Regions from separate parts of the Gossypium arboreum genome. Here all the other regions are linked to region 3. A link is a contact called in public Hi-C data. All regions are on one chromosome and are shown on one strand. The core of a region is the stretch at or near the end of the contact, and the rest is flanking DNA. Distances in the headings are between cores, read along the strand shown.

Region 1 (3,166 bases), core at 76-2,575, 240 kb after region 3:
ATTTACTTATTTTTAAAGTTGACAATATCTAAAAAGGTATTTACACCAATTTGTTATTCGAATTATTTTTATTTAAATTGTGAAATTTAACTCAATTCGAACTCAAAATTTGAATCGAGTTATTCAAGTTGACTCGAATAATTCAAATAATTCGATTCAATCAACTTGAAATTTAAAACTTTTTTCGATTTTTTTAAATCGAATTAAATTTTACTCACCCATAATAGACAAAAAAATTAAAGATACTAGACAAAACTCTGCTACCTCTACAATATTTATAACAATAAATGGTGAGAATTGAATAAAATAACCAAAATAATAAAAAAGTACAAATCACACAAGATTAATTACACAGCTTAGTTCAACAATCTACCTCTATGGTGAGAATAAATCCATTATATAAACTCATTCCAAGGATAATTGCAGCCTCAAAATTACACACACCTTTTTACATCGTTAAAATCGACTCGTAAAAAATAAAAATAACTGCTCTCCCTTGGAAGTTGGAACTACCCTCCCAAATAGTCAAAGTTTTAATCCAATCAAACCCTCCAATATAATCTTCAACTTAAGTACTCTTCAAAATAATCCCTCAAATTTTACAGTTCAACTTCTAAAGTAAATACTATTTTTTATAATCTAATAAAATTTTTTAAGGGATAAATTAATTTTAATTGGCTACCAAATATTTGAGGTGAATTTCGAAACTTGATTAAGTAAAAAATTACTAACAACACGATACATTGTTAAAATAATTGATGAATCGAGATTCTAAGAATCTTATTTGTTTTCCTGGCAAGATCAAGTAAGTTATTGATCACTACATCCAACTCCGATGTGGAAGCGACAATTATACAAAATATGAATTAACATCAACTAGTTAGTGGTATTGTAGGTCATAATGCAAAATTATACCAATTTTGGAAGACATTCGACTGAAATTTTTATTTCTCAAAACTTTAAAATATTTTATTTTAAAGGTAAGTTTAGATGGACAGTGCGTTTATCTGCAGTTAGAATAAAAATAGCAGTGACGGTAAGATTAGATACTGTAACGATATTGTAACATGAAACAAAAAGTAAACTAAACACACTGCATCGCACCGCACCGCACCACCGTCCCAAATCCACCCTAAGTCTTTTAACGCACAATTAATACATTGAAGACTTGTGCTGAATTAACCCATTTTATTATGTTAATTTATATTATAGTTAATACAACAATGAGTTAAAGCATAAATTTCAATCAACAGGAAGCTGTCGGCAATTAACAAATTCAAGATGGAAAGCAAAACAATGAGTCAGTTGGACAGATTTAACATTATTATCCTAATGATAAGCTGGTCCACTCCATTCTCTACCCCTTTACCAAATCCGTTTCTTTCTAGTTACCTACTGCAATCAAAGCACCTCTTTTCCGTCCACGCGGTTTTTGCCTATTTTTTCCCCCTAAATTATCAGGAAAAAAGATTAAAAATTTAATCTTTGTCTTCCGCCCAGGCCGCTCCTTAGATTGTCTTACTCTTGGGATCTATTTTCGTCTGCTTCAATATAGAAGTAGGAACGTCCCCCCTTATCTATTTCTCCCTTTTTCTCTTTCTTTGTTTCTTTTACAGGAACCCTAACTTTCCTGATTCTTTTTTTTTTCTAAGAAAACTTACGGTCGTGAAAATGGTGGTCTTATAGTCGATGATGGGTAACTATTGTTTCATTACTTTAATTTTTGTTTGATGTTTTTTTTTTTTTGTTAATGCGATGAGAAACAGATTGATGTTCTTTTCTTTTCTTTTTTTTGTTAAAGTTTCTGTCTTTGCGCTGAAATAGCTTTACTTTGCAACTTATTAGAGTCTAAAATAAGATAGCTGATTGCCTGTTTCTCTTGTTTATAAGTATGGTTATCGACTCTGAACTTAACAAATTTCTTGAAAGTGCTTTTTTAGTGTAGGAGATTGTAATTCCGTTGTGGGATTTTATGTCTGTAATGAAGAACGGTCAGTGCTGATTATTTGAGTTGTTTTATTTATCACCATTCTGAAGGACAAAGAATGTTCAATGTGTTTGTTTTAACTTGTGAATTTATTTGCAATATTGTAAGTTAACTCATTGTTGGAAAGGAACTTTATGGTTATGGTAAAACAAAATGGAGTAGTTTTAGGATTCTGTTTATCATGAAAAACCCAAATTGTATATCATTCATCAAGCTCCTAATGAAGAAGGTGACTTGTTGTTCTCTTGCTGTTTAGCATTATCCTAAATTTTTTTTCTTCTTGTCTATATATCAGATTACTTTTGTCCAAAGAGTTGAAATTGAGACAGTCATAAAACTGATGAACTGAGCTTCTTTTGTGACGAAAGGTTTAGTGAGGTTCTTATTTCTCCCTTGAGCAGGCTGAATCTGTTGTTCATTTCAAAAAGTTGTTTTCCTGACTCATGTTATAATATTTTTTTTCCCTTTTTGCCCCCTAATCCCATAGGAATTGTCTTGTATTTGGAAGGAAGGTGAACAATTCTTTTATGACCTTTTCTGCAAGCTCTGAAAGCTTTTTCAGAATTGTGTAATCGGAAATATATACATTCTAGGCAGAAATGGGTGCTTTTTGCTGCTGTTCATGTGGTGATGACTGTGAAGAATATGCTTATCCTAGCAATTCAATATATAGGCACTGCATCTGCCTAAGGTTCTTCTTCTATCAGCTATTCACTGGGGTATGTCTCTTCTTATCTTGTGGTTATCTGCACAAAAGCAACCTATTTTCATTTTTATGCTGCTAATACATGCAATTAAATTTGTTAATACTGAAGGTATGTTATAAAGCAGATTGATGTCATTTTGTTAATTTCTCTGAACCTCAATTTGCATGAAATTGATCTTTTTTTAAGAATGAAATCTAGAAACCTTATTAATACTCCTTGAGAGGATCTCTGAAATTCAGAAGTTCTTTATATGTTAAGTACTTAAATTAGCCTTATAAAGATTGTCTGCATACTGTGTTTCTCTTGAAAGGTAAGTACATTAGTTGAGTTGCTTTCACAATGTCATATAACCCATTTTATACCTAGGTTTAGTTTAATGAACATTAAACACTTTCGTAATTTTCCATTTCTTCTTTGATCTGCAGTATGGTGCTCTGTTTCACAGATTGGATGGGCGACCTGCATCCCAGAT
Region 2 (3,023 bases), core at 299-2,798, 160 kb before region 3:
GCTGGCTATAGCAAGGGCGTTTGGCGATAAGAGTTTAAAGTTACACCTTAGCTCCGACCCCGACGTGAAAGTGGTGACTATTGATGATGACACAGAGTTCCTTATTCTGGCCAGTGATGGGATATGGAAGGTTATTACTTTTGCAATTCTAGTTTCTCATGCAAATATTAATTCAATCGAGATTCAAAGTTTCTCATGTTTAGCGGATCTCGTTGCAGGTTATGTCAAACCAAGAAGCAGTGGACGCCATAAAAAACATCAAGGATGCTCAATCAGCAGCAAAGCACTTGATTGAGGCAGCAGTTTCTAAGAAGAGCAAAGATGACATATCTTGCATCGTTGTAAGGTTCCGGTGATATATTTCTTCCGATGAGTACCGAATTAATGAGAAAATGAATAGCTAAATATGTGTATACCATGCCACGTTTTTTATCCTCTTTATAGCTATAGTGATTGTTGCAGGCTACCATAAAACTGTTTGTATGTAAAAAGTTGACCCAGCTTTATAAAAATGACTACTTGAATTGTCTGTAACGTCATCGTTGATGATATGTTGTTGAGTTTCAATGTTATCAAGGATAGGACCGTCCATGCCTTCAAGGCTTCCATACATAACTGAAGCATCATGATGACATGTGAAGGGTGACGATTTTGAATGGTTTCTTCCTTTAATAAAGATTGTTACAAATAAAAGGAAAAGGGAAAAAAGAAAAAAGTACACTCTTATGGTGATGGTGATGATGATGCATGTTGATGTTGTTTGTTGTGTGTGAGTGCGAGTGTGAGTGTGTGTAAGACAATGAAAGGATTGATGGATGATTCTTTCCTTCATATCCTCTGCCTTTCAAGAAGTTAAATTTCCATGAATATTAAGAATATACTTGTAGAATATGTTGTGCTTATCATCCAAAAAGGAAAAAGAAAATCAATAAATTGCTAGCAAGTTTTACTGAGTACAATCCATTCAAAGTATAAATATAAATACACGATTTATTATTAGTTTAATTGTTTTCGATATTATTATCAATATAAGAAGATATGAATTGAGAGTATTAAAATGTAAGTAACACACAATTAATTTATAAAATGGATAAATTTATTATTCATGTATAGCATTTTATTTTTAAAAATGTATTTATTTTGATGAATTAATTTCTCTCGTTATAAATTAATATAGTTAAAGTTTTTTAAAAATATATATAAGCTTTCAAAATTTTAAAAGAAAATTCACGTTAACATTGTTTTCAATTTCTTATTTTGAAATTAATAATTTAAATTCTCAAGGAATAAAAGTATTTATTAATTATAAAAAATAAAAGGAAAAACTAACTTAACGAGTAAGTAGTTACTTGGGTAAGTATTTATTAATTATAAAAAAAATAAAAGGAAAAACTAACTTAACGAGTAAGTAGTTACTTGGGTACAGTAATGACTGAAACCCCTTGGAGAAGGGGAAAAGTCTCGGTCTTCCCGGCATCGTTGACCTTAAGCACCAATACAATTCAAACACGTGTAAAATTCAAATAAACCTCCCACCACCGTATATATATTAATGATCCTCCATTCGAAACGAAAGATATACACGGGTCACCCAAATTCCCAAATTTCTTAGAAACCCTAAATCTTCTCTAATTGTTTATGCCCATTCTGCCCTCCCATAAAAACCGTTAGAGATATTCCTAGGGTTTGCATTTGCGGTTTGGGGGATAGGGTTTTAGACAAAGCCAAATCTTGGATTTGAGGAATGGCGACTGCGACGGGACAGGCGAACGCGAAGAGAAAGCCGGTGTTCGTGAAAGTGGAGGATTTGAAGCCCGGTACGAGCGGGCACACTTTGATCGTCAAAGTGGTGGAGATGACCCCAGTCAAGACTTCCGCCAGGCCCAACAGGTCCCGTGCTCTCCTTTCTGGACCTGTACCTCCGGCCCGGATCGCTGAGTGCGTCGTTGGGGACGAGACTGGCACCATCATCTTCACCGCACGCAACGAACAAGGTATTTATTTTTCTCTATCTATATGTATACACTAGTTTCATAGAAATTTATAGCCTCTGTATTTAGATCGATTTTATTTGCTCAGCGTTTTATTGGGTCAGCCTATATTTCATAATAAACCAAGTTGGTTGTACTTGTATAGACATTTTGTCTTTTCTATTTCTATTTTGGGGACTATTTTAGTAGTCTAGAACAGAGTAGTATTTGGAAGGAAAGAATTCTGACTGCAAGACTTAATTGAATTAAACAAGTACCTATGTAATATCATGATTTTGATGTTGGTGATGCAGTTGATCTTATGACAAAAGGTGCAACCGTGATTTTACGTAATGCTAAGATTGTTATGTTCAAGCGAACAACAATGAGGTTAGCAGTTGACAAATGGGGACGGATCGAGGTAACCGAACCTGCTAAATTCGCAGTTAAAGAAGATAATAATCTTTCTTTAGTTGAATATGAGCTTGTTACTGTTCCTGACCAGGGCATGAATTAGGGCCTTTGTTTATTGTGAGTGAATGATTGAATATATATATTTCTAGGAAGTTAATACTTTTTAAAAAGTAACCATTGGGCTTGATTCTTGGCTTGGTTTTGTGTCATGATCAGTCCTTTGAGATTGCGGTAGTACTTATTAGTATTGGACATATTTCATTGTGAAATCGAGTTTAATTCTCTTTTGCTTCTTGTTTATGTTATGACTATCATCAGCTTAAAGTTGAAAAAGTTAAATGCAATAAGAAAGCTGTTGTTCACTTTGATTTTCTCATTGGTGATATTATTGGTTTGTCGGGATGAATGCTAAATAAGTTCAGGTTATAACTTTAGAACACTTATGAAACATTTTCCCATCCAATTTCAAGGTGTTTACATCTTGGGGTTTTTTTTCCCACCTTGCCGAGATCCTTCTTTGGAGTGCTCATTGTTGAGACACGGTTGATCCATCCTACTTACCCCACTTATTGGGGTGTTAGGAACGAGATTGCCCGTATCTCTATGATAAAGCTGCCCCTCCAACAAATAAAACAAATG
Region 3 (3,529 bases), core at 935-3,434:
TAAATTGATATAATATATAAAAATAGAGGGCTAACATAGTTATTTACTGATTTTTTAACTGCATGTTAGTTTGCCTTTTATGATTTTAATCGATGTGACCAAAATAACCCAACTATATAACATAGATGCTTAAATTGCAAACCTTCTATTTTAAGTGCCTAAAAGAAATATTTTAATAGTTGAGTGATTATCTTTATAGTTTACCCTAAAATTATTTTTAGATAAAATTACCCTTTTTCTTATTTATTTATATTATTTTTATAGAAAGTATTTTCATTATTTTTATACAATATTTTTCACCACAAAATCATCAAATTTATTTAAACTTAAATTCATTTCAAATACTATCAAATTAAAATTTAATAATATTCTAATTCAAATGCATACGAAATATTTAAATTTTATTCACAATTTAATCATATATTAATGAGATAAATTGATTTATATTAAAATAATTAAATTAATATTATTCAAAGATAAATAGAATAATTGCTTATTTGTTAATAATAAATTATTTTTCTTAATAATAAATATCACCGAAAAATATTCAAATTAGTTAAAAGAATTATATTTTATTTAAAAGAACAATTTCAAAATTTATGATTACATTCTTAGTAAAGTGCATAATTTTTTAAGATTTTAATTAGTACTTTTCTTATATAAAAACATTGTAATGTTACATTTATAGTAATCAAGAAATCTTATCCGACCTAACTGTTGAGGTTGGAAGGGAGAATGGAAATTATGGGGCGGCAATAAGGCTATTATTATTGATGGAAAGTGTCCCATTCTTGCTTGATTCCTCCTACCAGAATACTGACTCTAGAAATGAGAATCCTGATGTGAGCAGCAAAGGCAATAAAGGACATTGGAGATAGACATGACTCAACTACTATGTGCTTAAATGGCTTTATTTGGGCTAAATCATGGACATTTAATTGAGGCTTACGATGAGTGAAGGGCTAGAACATTGGATTGGCCTTTGCCATGTAATTGGGCCGAATTTAGGGTCTTAAAATTTTGTTCTATTCACGTCCATTATGTAACATCAATTTAAAATAATATGTGCCAATCATGATTCATTAATTGATAGTTAGGTAGTTTAATTGAGTCAGGATTGCTGATTTTTTAACATTTCATCTTATAAAAATTTTGATTTATCAAGATAATAAGGTTGATTTTGTTTTCTTACATCCTTCACAATTTTCTTTAAATTTAAGTAGCATTTGATAATAATAATAAAAATAATAAGTTAAAGATTTTAAAGTTCAATTTAATTTTAACTGGATTTTGACTCGAATATAACCTGCACGACATATAAGCTATTGAATCTTATTCGGATTGGGATTCACAAATTTAATTTTTAAATAGTCGATTTTACAATGAATTTACTAGGCTTAACATAGACTTGGACGGTATGTTGATGATACGTTTGGAAACATTAAAAGATTACTTTCATTTTTGTGAAAATAAAAGATTTCTCATGTGCATTCTAGATTAAATTGGGAAGATGGACTAATTTTTGGAGAGAGGGCAGCCAATTCCATGGCGTTTGCTAGGGAATGAAACAAACAAAAGGCAGCCTATGGCTCCAATACTTGCAGGCAATAACATCAGCAGCAGCTCATTGCTGTCCCCTGATGGCTTCAGACCAAAGCAGTTGACAACATTTTGATCGAACAGAACAAGCGCCATAAAAATCATTATGGATACCAAAGCATGGAAAAAATCAATCAACTTGACCTTATACTTGTTTTCCTCCTTTATTGACAATTCAACAGGGCCATCCATTACCCATAACCCTCTAAACGTAGCCACCCCGTACCGGACCTTGCCTCTTTCATCTCGAACACTATCCGTGAAAGAAAGGAAGAAACACAAGCTGGCACAAAACGCCACAAGGCCTAGCATCAAGTTTTGGCAAACCTGGGTTTTGCATTGGCCTTGGTTCGTTAAAACTGGGGACAGTATTTGGAAAGTAAGGGCTGAGCCTGTAGGCAGAAGCTTGGACAAAACGGCGGTGCCTTTGAAGGCTTTTCTCACGATTTTTTGTTTCTTGGTCTTTGGTTGCTTTACTATTGCAGTTAATAAAGGAAATTCCGAAGTGGTTCGTGACTCTTCTTGGGCCGTCTTTTCCACATTCTTCAGGAGGGGTTGCCTGTGTTCTACAGCTTTCGTGTCCATCACACAGATTTTCTTGTTCTTTTCTTAAAGCTTTCTTTGAAAAGAAAAGTTGTATGAGATGAATGGCTTATTGGCAGGGAAAGAAATAAGCATTTGTAGGGAAATGAAAACCGACGTGAAACTAAGTGCATGGAAGCTGTTAACAAAAGATGAGTAAATTTGGTGTGGATTTATTGTTATAAGAGAGAGGAGGTTACGACTTACAAACCATAATTGATAATTAAAAGATGCTCAGTTTCACAAATTTGGCTCCCATCCTGTTTCATCCCCCCCTTTTTTTTTTGTTTTATTATTAATATTTTATTTTATTTTAATTGTATTGTACTGTGTTGTTGGCAAAAAAAACAAAAATTTATCACAAAAATTAAAATTAAAGTTCTCATCTCACATTTCCTATAGATTTAAAATCTCTGTATAACTTTTTTTAAAATGTATGGTATGGGTTTTTATTTTATTTTATATTTTATTTTTAAAGTTTATGGTTGTTGCTCCTAATAGTACTGTTTGAACTTATATTTTCCTTTAAAAATATAATATATTTTACTATTACACTCAAAATTTATATTTTCCTAATATCTTTTCGAAAAAAATTCTTGTTCTATATTATGTTCTTCTTTTTATTTTTTATTTTATTTTTAAAAAAAAAAAATAGATACTGAACAAAGAAAAAAAATCAAGCAAATCACCTTTAAGGTTTTTTTATTACTCTGATGTGTGTTCGTAAAAAAATACAAGTAGGAAATGTGGCCTTTTTTATAGCCAAAATACAAACTGTCCATTACAAATATTTTGTTTTTTTTCTTCGTTGTCTTCTTTGCTTTGCGTGTTTGTTGCGTTCTGCTTCTTTTTTACAAGTGACCGCGGAGTGGCTGATGGCGGCAGTGGCGAAGGCATGCGCAGAGGAGCGTCAACGTGGCATGCGGCTAGGGTTTTAGTTTTTTACTGAAACTGAGTTTAGTTTTTGGGCCATTTGGGCCACTAGGGTTTTCTTGCATTTGGGTTGTAATTGCGTAGTGTTTTTGGGCTTGATATGTAATTAGACTGGGACTTTATTTATTTTGGTTTAAATCTTGTTTCATTTTTATAATTGGGGCTCGGGCCAAAATTGGCCTATTACAGCTGTTTCTCTTTACTCATTGTCGTATAACGAGAATGGAGCAAAGACTTTAAAAAGGGTCAATTTTGCCTGGTCTTGCCGAATCTTGACTTCTTTGGTGCTTCTCTTCTTTAAGTAGCTTCTCTTTTTTAAGTAGCATCATTCCATCCCACAGCATCTTCAGGGGTATAGGAATTAGTACTTCAATCTACTCCACTGTTGCTTCAAGGAGATTAGACTCGCATCTAC

What was found. Hi-C and Micro-C count contacts between places; a contact is called where the count stands out from the background.
Region 1: a Hi-C map of leaf shows a contact between it and region 3, with 4 times the contacts expected there. The contact joins the promoter of LOC108460731 here to the promoter of LOC108458839 in region 3. A contact is called at or near these places in 2 of 5 Hi-C or Micro-C datasets (both in leaf).
Region 2: a Hi-C map of leaf shows a contact between it and region 3, with 5 times the contacts expected there. The contact joins the promoter of LOC108458215 here to the promoter of LOC108458839 in region 3. A contact is called at or near these places in 2 of 5 Hi-C or Micro-C datasets (both in leaf).

Annotation. Positions count from the first base shown.
Region 1 is chr4:113,954,288-113,957,453 of ASM2569848v2, reverse strand. It overlaps LOC108460731 (E3 ubiquitin-protein ligase At3g02290-like), which reads left to right and starts at 1,325. Exons shown (of 6, transcript XM_053026517.1): 1 at 1,325-1,557; 2 at 1,653-1,696; 3 at 2,581-2,706; 4 at 3,120-3,166. The coding sequence starts at 2,587.
Region 2 is chr4:114,353,073-114,356,095 of ASM2569848v2, reverse strand. It overlaps LOC108458215, which reads left to right and starts at 1,548. Exons shown (of 2, transcript XM_017757520.2): 1 at 1,548-1,994; 2 at 2,285-2,746. The coding sequence starts at 1,745. The coding sequence ends at 2,487. LOC108458471 (probable protein phosphatase 2C 58) reads left to right here. Exons shown (of 6, transcript XM_017757886.2): 5 at 1-130; 6 at 219-534. The coding sequence ends at 356.
Region 3 is chr4:114,195,200-114,198,728 of ASM2569848v2, reverse strand. LOC108458839 (protein DMP7-like) reads right to left here and starts at 2,184. Exons shown (of 1, transcript XM_017758234.1): 1 at 1,516-2,184. The coding sequence starts at 2,184. The coding sequence ends at 1,516.